Regions from separate parts of the Ostrinia nubilalis genome. Here region 2 is linked to region 1. A link is a contact called in public Hi-C data. All regions are on one chromosome and are shown on one strand. Each heading gives the region's core, a stretch centred on a gene start, on an enhancer-like site or on the middle of the called end of the contact. The rest is flanking DNA. Distances are from core to core; before and after follow the strand shown. Region 1 holds the start of LOC135078118 (breast cancer metastasis-suppressor 1-like protein). Region 2 holds the start of LOC135078324.

Region 1 (4,834 bases), core at 1,637-4,136:
ATCCACTCGATCACGTACGATTTTACATTTTGACAAATAATTACAATATTGTACTAATTACCTAGTGTAAAGAAACAAATGAACGCGCACATTTGTTGAAACTTATGTATGATGTATAGAATAAAGAATATTTAGAAAAGTAGGTACCTAACTAAAAACTTCTTAACTCGACCTACGCATCGTATCACAGAAAAGCTAGTCATCCCGATTGATAAAAATGCTAATGAAATTCTTAAAGATGAGCAACTAACTGCGCAGGAGGCCATCATAGATGTTGTCGAGTTATACGTCCCTCCGTAGAGAGAATAGTTAACGCAATACATTTTATAAGATGAACACAATATTCTAAATATTCAGGGATAAGTGAAATTAGTTTGTTTACATTATTTGTATATCTGTGTAGATAGAATTGTGCATTCCAAATACTTTAGTGCCAAATACATAAGGCCACGAGGAATAGTGGGTTGAATATTCTTTTTATAATAATCACAATTTTTAAATAAAATAATATGTTATTTTGTATGTATGTTGTAGGTATGTTATACCATTACCATTGTCATGTTATGTGTACTGATTTTGAGATATCGTGTCATAATTTTTAAATTGATCGAGAATATTGCATTAGTTGCGTAAGTTGATAATATATTTGAGCAAAATCAGTGGTAGCCTGTGAGGTGCTAAAAATTTTTAAACAGATTTATTGTTTTTATCATATTCTGTATGTATTTATGTTATCGTTACACTGGGGTATGCGTGTCGATGTTTTTTCGTACTGGCAACATGCGTAGGTACCTCTATTATTGTAACTTTTTGCGAAAGGCAACACTTAAAACATTGTCACGTATGCTCAGTGAAAATGTGGATTTGCCGAGATTTCACAGTATTGATATTGTCTAATTTATAAATAGTCCTGTATATAATTTATTAACAACTGAATAAATAATGAAAGAGTATAAATAACATGTTAATAGAGAACAATTTAATGTAAATAATAGAGTACCTATTAAATTTAATATCAGATAATGTTTGTTTTATTTCGTTCGTAGGCATTGTAACATATCGTAACCGTTCCTACAAGATCACCACACCCTGATTGAACAACATAGATTATGCACGAAAGTTTTTTAATAAAACTAGCCGACCCGACCTTACCCTACTCTACAGAAGCGCCACCTAGTATTTTCAAACCACCCAGGGACCATTAATTGAAACATCAACTAAATAAATCGGTCCATAGCCGCATCGCATTACGAGAATGAGGACGCATTCGATTCCTGTCGACCATAATAATACTGTAAAGTTTCATCAAAATCCGTTCAGTAGTTTTTGCGTGAAAGAGTAACAAACATCTAAACATACATAAAAACTTTCGCATTTATTAGTAGGATAACCCTGAATAACATAATTATAGGCTACTAGCTTTTGCCCGCGGCGGCGTCACCCGCGTGAAATTTAGTTGTCCCAGATCGTCATAAATTATGTTATTCTGGGTTATAAAAAAGAATACTGTAAAGTTTCATCATTATCCGTTCAGTAGTTTTTGCGTGAAAGAGTAACAAACATGTTAACATCCAGACATCTAAACATCAATTCTTTGTCTTTCGCATTTATTATAAACGAGTATTAGTAGGTAGAATAATTTATGACGATCTGTGACAAACTAAATTCACGAGGGTGAAGCCGCGGGTAAAAGCTAGTTTAATATAGGCCCGTGCAACGTAGTGGGCTTTTACCATAATACTGTACAAATTCCGCGCGCGGAATCCACTCAACGCAACGACAAACAACATAACCCTCCTTCTGGCGCAGTAGGGTAAATAGTAGCTCAACGCAACGGGTCGGGGAGGACTGAAGAAGGCCTAGGCCTATCCAGTTTTTATTACTAAAGTGATACCCTGCCTGGCCCTGAACTCACCGTAAAACAGCAGATGAAAAGAACGTTTACGATTTTATAATACCTACTTACCTACGTTTGTCAGGCGGGTTAAAACTAAACTCTGATTTTTAATTCGACGGAATTTTGACATTTCAGAAGTGTTGTCAACACTGAAACATTCCCACTAAGAATGGAGAGCATTTTCATAAATTAAAAAATAATCCTTTCTTGAATTTAAGGTTTAACTTGAAAAACTAAGGCTTAAAAATGTACCAATCATTTCAAAATGGTTATTTGAATTTTAATTATCATACTTTTGAAGTTACAAAAAAAATTGGCAAATTATTTTTCTATTACTGGTCTCCCTGGCCAATAATCCATGGGTTACAAACCTTTTTTATGAAAATCCTTTTGTTAATAAAATCTTAGCTTCATAAAATAATCAACTTAACAAGATGCCAATTTTATAATCCAAGTTGATTATGATGACGATAATGATGATTGATGATCAATACATATTTTCGTTTATGATAATATGTTGTTTTACTACGTTAAAAACACGTTTTTTTCTATTTAATCTCTAAAATGTACATAATAATTAGTGTTCATTGAATTCACAAAACAAAAAATAGTTCATTCTTGTAAATTGTACTTGATGAAATTTCATTTCATATTATTTATTAATAATTCAAAGCAAAAAAGGCTTATTACATCTGAATTGTCAAAAAATGACAGCCGTCAGAATTCCGTCGAATTAAAAATCGGACTATAGGTACTGCATGCAAGGATTTCGTAAGGAAGAATCTACGCAATTTTTTAGGACAGATTCAACTCTAGTTATTAATTAGAAGCTAAAATGAGATTGATTGTTTTACAAAATTATAGTGTAGTCCGATTTAATTTAAAAAAATGTTTTATCCTTGAATAAAATGAGAGAATTCGGACCGATCACGGATATAAGTGTGACGTTAATGACGTTGACTTTGACAATCCGAGTTTGACGTTTCATCTTCGAGTTCGAGGGAAAGTCACAAATCGTAAACTGATTCCTTTCATTCCTTTCTCCAAAAAATTGCAATTACCTTGCTTTATTTTTCTAAATTGAGTGGTCAAAAATGCCTTCAATGAAGGTAGAAGGTGATAGTGACGGTGACGGAGACATGTCTGGAGGAGATACTGAAAGATCTGGGGGATCCTCCCGAGGGCCTGATAGGGACTCCAGCGCTGAGGAAGCTGATGAACCCGACTCTGATGACTCCTCAGAGATGGACGAGAGTGAATGCGAGCGGCGCAGGAACGAGTGCCTGGACAACTTAGGTTGGTATCGACGCTCAGCGTTGAGGTTATGTTTACAAACATTTAGGTTTATGTGTCAAGTCTTGTGCTAATTTGCACCAAAATAGACCAATATTTTAGATCTTTCGCTTCTTATCGACTGTTATAAATTATATAAATAGTCTGAAATTATTTATTTTGTCATCATTTTTGTGAAGTTTGGGTCAGATGATATTTTTAGTAACCTACTTTTTGTCTATTTGTCAAAATGTATGAGAATATGATTTGTTTAATTGGTTTTGCAAGGTTTAGCGTTTATTGTAAAACTGATTTTTCCTAGAAACTGTACTTGGTATTTGAATTTGGTGTGTTGGTTACCAGAATCTGGCAGTTAGGCAGTTGTTATAAGTCATATAATTAAATCAATGGCATTGCCATCTACTTTAACAGTTAAAACATAAAGTTTTCATTATTATTTAACCAAATAACTCTGTTATTATAAAACAATAGCTTGCAACATCAGGTCCAGGCTAAGGATAGATTCAGATCCATTAACACCATTCATAATTTGTTCCAAGATAAATGAATAAGGGAGTGACAAATTCAGTTATTATTTTTATCAATCTAATACTCTAGATGACTTTTAGAGCTTTAGCAAGATATTTTAGCTACACTATTTTAGCAAAACTTAACTTTATGGCTTTGGAATCCCATGCTTTGTTAATGATTCCTTCATTGATTAGTTTAAATATCTGACCAGAGGATCTGAGTCTCATAATTGTACAATTTCTATTTCATCCTTCTATTATTATTTTGAAAAATATAACTGTGTAACAAATATCCTTATACTACATTAACAGTATATTGTGGGTCCGAGTCCTGCCTTAGGCAGTTCAGCTTTTTCAAGTTATTTATTTAAAATCCTTGTAAATTATCATGTAAACTTATAAAAATCTTATAATACTTTCCAGCGAACCTCGAGCGTCAATTCACTGTTCTCCGTGAGCAGCTGTACTGTGAGAGAGTTAAGCACGTAGAGTATCAGCTGGCCGAAGTGCGCGGTGGAAGGTCGCAGGAGTACCAGGGGCCCTTACGCAGGCTGCAAGAGAACATGAGGGTTAGGTATGTTGAAAAATTAGTTTTATTAAATTAAGTTTAAGTACTGTTTTTAAATGTTATGCTTTTTATTATATGGATAAGTATGATTTATAGTAAAACACCATGGAAGTTCACAATTATGAGGAAGTTTCTTTGGAATTCTAATGTTAAAGAAATTTAAGTGTACATAACATCATCTCATCAACTGCTGATGCAAATGAATTTAGTGTTTTCATTGGACATTGACATCTGTACATTTTTATATTTAGGCTGGGTTATTTAAATTGGGTTTAATAATGCCTTTCTTTTCTTTATACCAAAGTCAAACCACGGCCCTTGACCTAATTATCTGATTGATTGAGATTAAACAATGTTTGAGATTGAGACCTTAAAATTGCTGTAACAAGCTTAAGTGGTGATAAGCAAGAAAATATCTTGAGACTACGCACCAGAAAGCGCCACGTTAGCCCACCTGTCTAAGACCTCCCCCACACTAGCTTCGTTCGTATGTCGGTGTCCCCTTTGCGCCTACGCAGCGTCGAGCAGTCAGTAACGCAACATCGGGGTGAGGTAATTACGTTACTT
Region 2 (4,834 bases), core at 767-3,266, 170 kb after region 1:
TGCATTAACCAATAAATATCAACCCCCACGTTACTTTATTTATTACTGTTCTATTACAATGACCAGCGAACACGTGTATGGCAAACTGACTGAAAGCGCTTAGCCTTGAAATTCATTATACATTATACCTACCTAACCTACCTACCTAGTCCGTACTTTATGCCTGTACGTACGGTTCAAACATCGATTTCTGATTAACACATCGCTATGCTATTTAAATAAACAAGTTTGCGACGAGATAAACATAAGAGAAATACAAATAAAAGCAATTTAAAACATTTAAGACGATTATGTTAGTCAACAAATCGAATTGTACCTCCATCGCTGTCTGAAAAGCGTGCCAAAGCGTTTAATAACACGCGCATAAGATACAGAAAAGTTGTTTTGAACAAAGAAGTGGACTCGAGTCGAAAATATATATCGCAAGAGGCCCAGCATACTCCGGGCGGATGTTATATAGCTACGTAGATAAAACCTTCCGCCGTTGCTAGCGCCGCCGGTGGCGTCTGAACGAAACAAACTTCATGCCGCGTACACCACTGCAAAGAGCTTTCGGATGATATCCGTAATGTTTTATTATTTTTATAAGTATGCAAGTCTTTTTTTGTGTAAAAATATGATCAAATTGTGTTTTTTCGTGAAAATATATTCAGAATTAGATAAATAAAGTATGTGAATTGGATTAAAACTTATAAATGGTAATAAATAACTGCGTAGTGTGATTAATGAGGTAGACAGCCTAATACTGTTTTTAGTACGTAGTAGGTACATTAATTAATGTGGTGTAGCTGTTTTTTTAAATGATATAAAATTATGATTAGTTCATTTTATAATTTTATTCATGGTAAGAATTTAAAAAAAATGAAATGTAATTCCAAAAAAGAATCTTAAATATTTGTAAAAAAAATTAACTGAATATTATTACTTCATTATAACCATATTTTTATTTATAATCTTTATTTACTAAATCTAAATTTTATTGAGTTTTGCAATAAGAAATAAAACAACAGCTCTAGTTAAATCAATTTATTGTCCACAAATTTGTCGTTCCACTTAAAAACCTTTAGAAAATGCCCATTCTTGAAGATCATTGACATAATCTCCTTTTACATCGATAAATGTGCCTAGCTCATGTACTCTAGTTTCTACATATTTGTTATGTTTCTTTTTTAATAAACTTTTTATTTCATCGTTCAGTAACCAAATATCACCATCAATTCCTTTCAATCTAGTAATTTTGCGCGCACCTCTGTTATACAAATTCAAATATATCGGAATTTCGTGGTTTTTATTTCTTTTTAAGAAATAAGGATGATTAACTGCTTCTTCTTTAGGTGGTACCCAACCAGACGGATAAGAATCTTTAGGCTTCACTTTCGGAATGGTTTCAAACGGCAAAAGTTGTTCAACGAATGCCCATTCAGGTGGATTTTTCACTATTTCATAATTGTATTGTTCAGATATTTTGTCCGCAAATGGTGACTTCGCATAACTTGAGTAACTCCGGGAGGCGAGAGTTGTCTGAAACAAATATACATAATCAAATTAATAACGTAGTTTAAGTATGTACTACTATCTAGTACATACCTACTTACACATTAATAAAAAAATCGTGAATACGATTATTGACACACGTAATGTTAATATGACTCATGAATCGAATTATTATTTGGTACTTAAATGTGTACAATAAAAAATAACTAGAAGTTGATATTTAAAAAAAGCAACCAATTTATTAATGATATTGAACAGTCATCTGAAAAAATATTATTATCTGCAAAAATTACAAGAGCAACCTCTTTGGACGGGTGTACACCCATAGTTCTGTCACATGTCGCAGTATAAACGACATTACAGCACAACGCGAGTGGAAATATAATAAAATAATTACCGATAGTGATTCTGGGGCTGATTTTATTCCTAAATCAGTCGAGTTGTTCAAGATTTGTCCAGTTTTTCCGGCAAAAAGTCGCGCAAACGCGCACCGTGAACGCAACACCGTCGCCATTTTGAATAGCGAATAGAGCGAATTGCTACAAGAGCAATAAGAACTATATTATTCGTTTCGAAGGAAACATTATGGCGGACGCCTGCAGACATTTGGGCTTTTCAAAAATCGTTTTCTAAGTATAATCGCGAGTTTTTATTGAACTTTTTCGCATATTATGGTGCATTGTGTGTCCAACTAACTGTTTATTGTGGTTTTTGGAGGTTTCGTTGGATAAATTGTGAGTATTTTGTGAGGACATTGCAGAGGTGCGCCACGGCTAGGGAAATGATTTGGTGCTTTCGTCCGACGCACACGCAGTCGCTCAGCTGGTAGGTGGCGTTAGGTGTCAGTCGCGAGGTGAGACCACCAAAACAACGAGTTTTTCATGAGTTTTCCGGCGCGATTTTCTAAGCAATGACAAATGTAAACAAGTGTTTCGTCAACTTTTTAAGTCAACTATTGGCCGGAGAAGTTAAATATGCAGTGAAATCTGTAATTATTTCTACAATAACGTCAGAATTGTGCGCGAACTTGGGTATTGTCGAGCGCTCGCTTTTGTTTACTGCGATTTGTAGATTCAATTTATATGAGAATGGGGTCAAAATGTGTGATAATTGCTCTCATAAAACGTTACTTTATTGTTTTAATTAACGAATAATGTGAAATTCATCAAACCAGTGAACGTAATTTGCCATTAATTTTTGACGATGTCCAACAAGTAGTTTGGTCAGAGTTATAATACCACGTTGATAAATACAGCCATGGTGACTTATTTCTAACTTTCTTCATTTCAGGTCCAAATGGCAAGGGATATAGGCATATTATGGCTCAATGTCGTTCCCACTTAAAAGTAAAGGAGTCATTGAGAGTGAAAAATACTATTTATACTAATAAAGACGACAGCGGCTGTGATACCTGCCAAGAAGAAAGTTTAATTGACAGTAACCTGCTTGAGGTGGATGGTGACACCGACCCAGCTGACCCTAGCTTGAAGAGCCCTCGCAAGCAGCGAGCACCCTCCTCCATCACTCTCCGGTCATCTCACAGAGGCAGACCTGAACAGGCTTTACCTGATGTCGGAAAAACGGGGTCATCTCCCACCACACATTCCAACATGAAAACCAAACAGGTCAAAGATGAGTCGGACAAGAGTATCGATGAGGACGCTATCATAGAACCCAAGACCCGCGCTCGCAAGAAGGCATCTGACATAATTGAAGAGGAAAAAAATAAACCCGGTCAAGATGAGCCAAAGACATCCAAAGACTTAAAAAAACCTGTGGCCAAACCCAAGGCGGTCGTGAAGAAGCGACCTCTGGGCATCAGGAAGGCTTTAAGGAGCAAAAAAACTGTGGTATCAAAAGACAAAATCAAAGCTGTAATCAGACAGACTGTAACTCGAGGAAGAAAAGCTGCAGTCAAGCCTGCTTCTGGCAACTCTCAAGAAAAGGAAACCGTCCCATTGATTCCTATCACCGAGATCAAGAAGGAGCCTGTGGAAGAGGCCACACCGAACTCAAGATCATCAAGTCCTAAAACAGCTGGCAGAAGGCAGCGGCTCACCTCTGACATGGTCATGATGAAGTCAGTCCTCGCAGACTCCCCGAGCAGCCTAGTGCTGGGACCACGGACTAGCCCATATTCAATGCGATCTGAAAGAAGTAACAGCCCATTACTTTCGGAAGGGAAAAACCTTAGAAGCGGAAAACCAAGAAAAGTTAAAAGCAACTTATTGAATGAAGTTGTTATGAAAGAGCAAAAGAAAAGGCGTCGATTGCTCTCTGACTCAAAAGCTGATGCCACAGAAGCTAGTGAAGACTGCAAGAAATCGAAAAGGGGACGCTCCTGTTCTAGAGACGGCAGTGAGATATCCAAATGCTCGGACATCACTGAATCAGACATAAGTCTGAGTGAACCACTCAATGATGCGGATGGCAAGGAGCTCAACAAAAAATTAGATAAATCTAAGACTGACCTAGATATAGATATTGAAAATAATGTACAGATCTCGACTACTGAAAAAGTGCCTTCTCTTACTGTTGACTCCAATATAGCTGAAACCAAAATAGATGCAGAACCTAGTTGTGTCGACATTGAAAAAAATAAGAAAAAATTGAGCTTAAAAAGAAGTACTTCATTAGACTCGGACAACAATAATAGTAATAGGCTAAAATTAGAGAATTTAAATTCGTCAGATATAGAACAGAAAATATTGATGAAGACTGAAAATAATACGCTTTTTGAAGCTCGTAGTAGTATACTGACTAGTATGTCCAAGACTTTTAATTCAAAGGAGATGTCTAAAAATATCAGAAAAGCAAGAAGGGGGAGGAAAGCGGCGGCCACTCCGCGGCCCGCTCCGAGCGCGCCCAAGAGCTCCGCGCCCGTCGTCGCCAGCGACTCCACAGAAGACAAGCAAGAGACTCTCGAAACATTATCAAAGGAAATTGACGACTTAATTAATAATCTAGACCAGAACATCGACCGTGATCATGAAATGGCAACCGCTACAAACCCGGTCGAAAATATTTTAGAAGAAACACAGACTAAAACGGTCTCTAAATTTTATGGAATATCAAAGCCTCTCGGTGATAATAATAGCATAATAACTCCTGAAACTCCAGTTAAAGATAAAGATTCGATATCATCAGTGACGAATGAAAATACGCCTTCCAAGAATGATGATAGCGAAAATATTAGACTGCACTATGAAGAAGATTCAGTTGAGAAATCCACTGATACCAAACACACTGAAATAACTTATAAAAAAGTTAATCCTGTAGCTAGCATTGATAAATTGATGGACAGACTGAAGGAGTTTGAAGAATTTGATAAAAGAAGACA

Evidence for each region. A called contact is a pair of places that touch in the nucleus more often than the background predicts.
Region 2: a contact with region 1 is called in a Hi-C map of whole body, with 3 times the contacts expected there. The contact joins the promoter of LOC135078324 here to the promoter of LOC135078118 in region 1. A contact is called at or near these places in 3 of 5 Hi-C or Micro-C datasets (whole body and whole larva).

Annotation. Positions count from the first base shown.
Region 1 is chr14:9,861,129-9,865,962 of ilOstNubi1.1, forward strand. LOC135078118 (breast cancer metastasis-suppressor 1-like protein) reads left to right here and starts at 2,887. Exons shown (of 4, transcript XM_063972696.1): 1 at 2,887-3,193; 2 at 4,123-4,273. The coding sequence starts at 2,992. It overlaps LOC135078267, which reads left to right. Exons shown (of 22, transcript XM_063972866.1): 22 at 1-1,023.
Region 2 is chr14:10,036,869-10,041,702 of ilOstNubi1.1, forward strand. It overlaps LOC135078324, which reads left to right and starts at 2,017. Exons shown (of 13, transcript XM_063972923.1): 1 at 2,017-2,228; 2 at 2,785-4,834. The coding sequence starts at 2,814.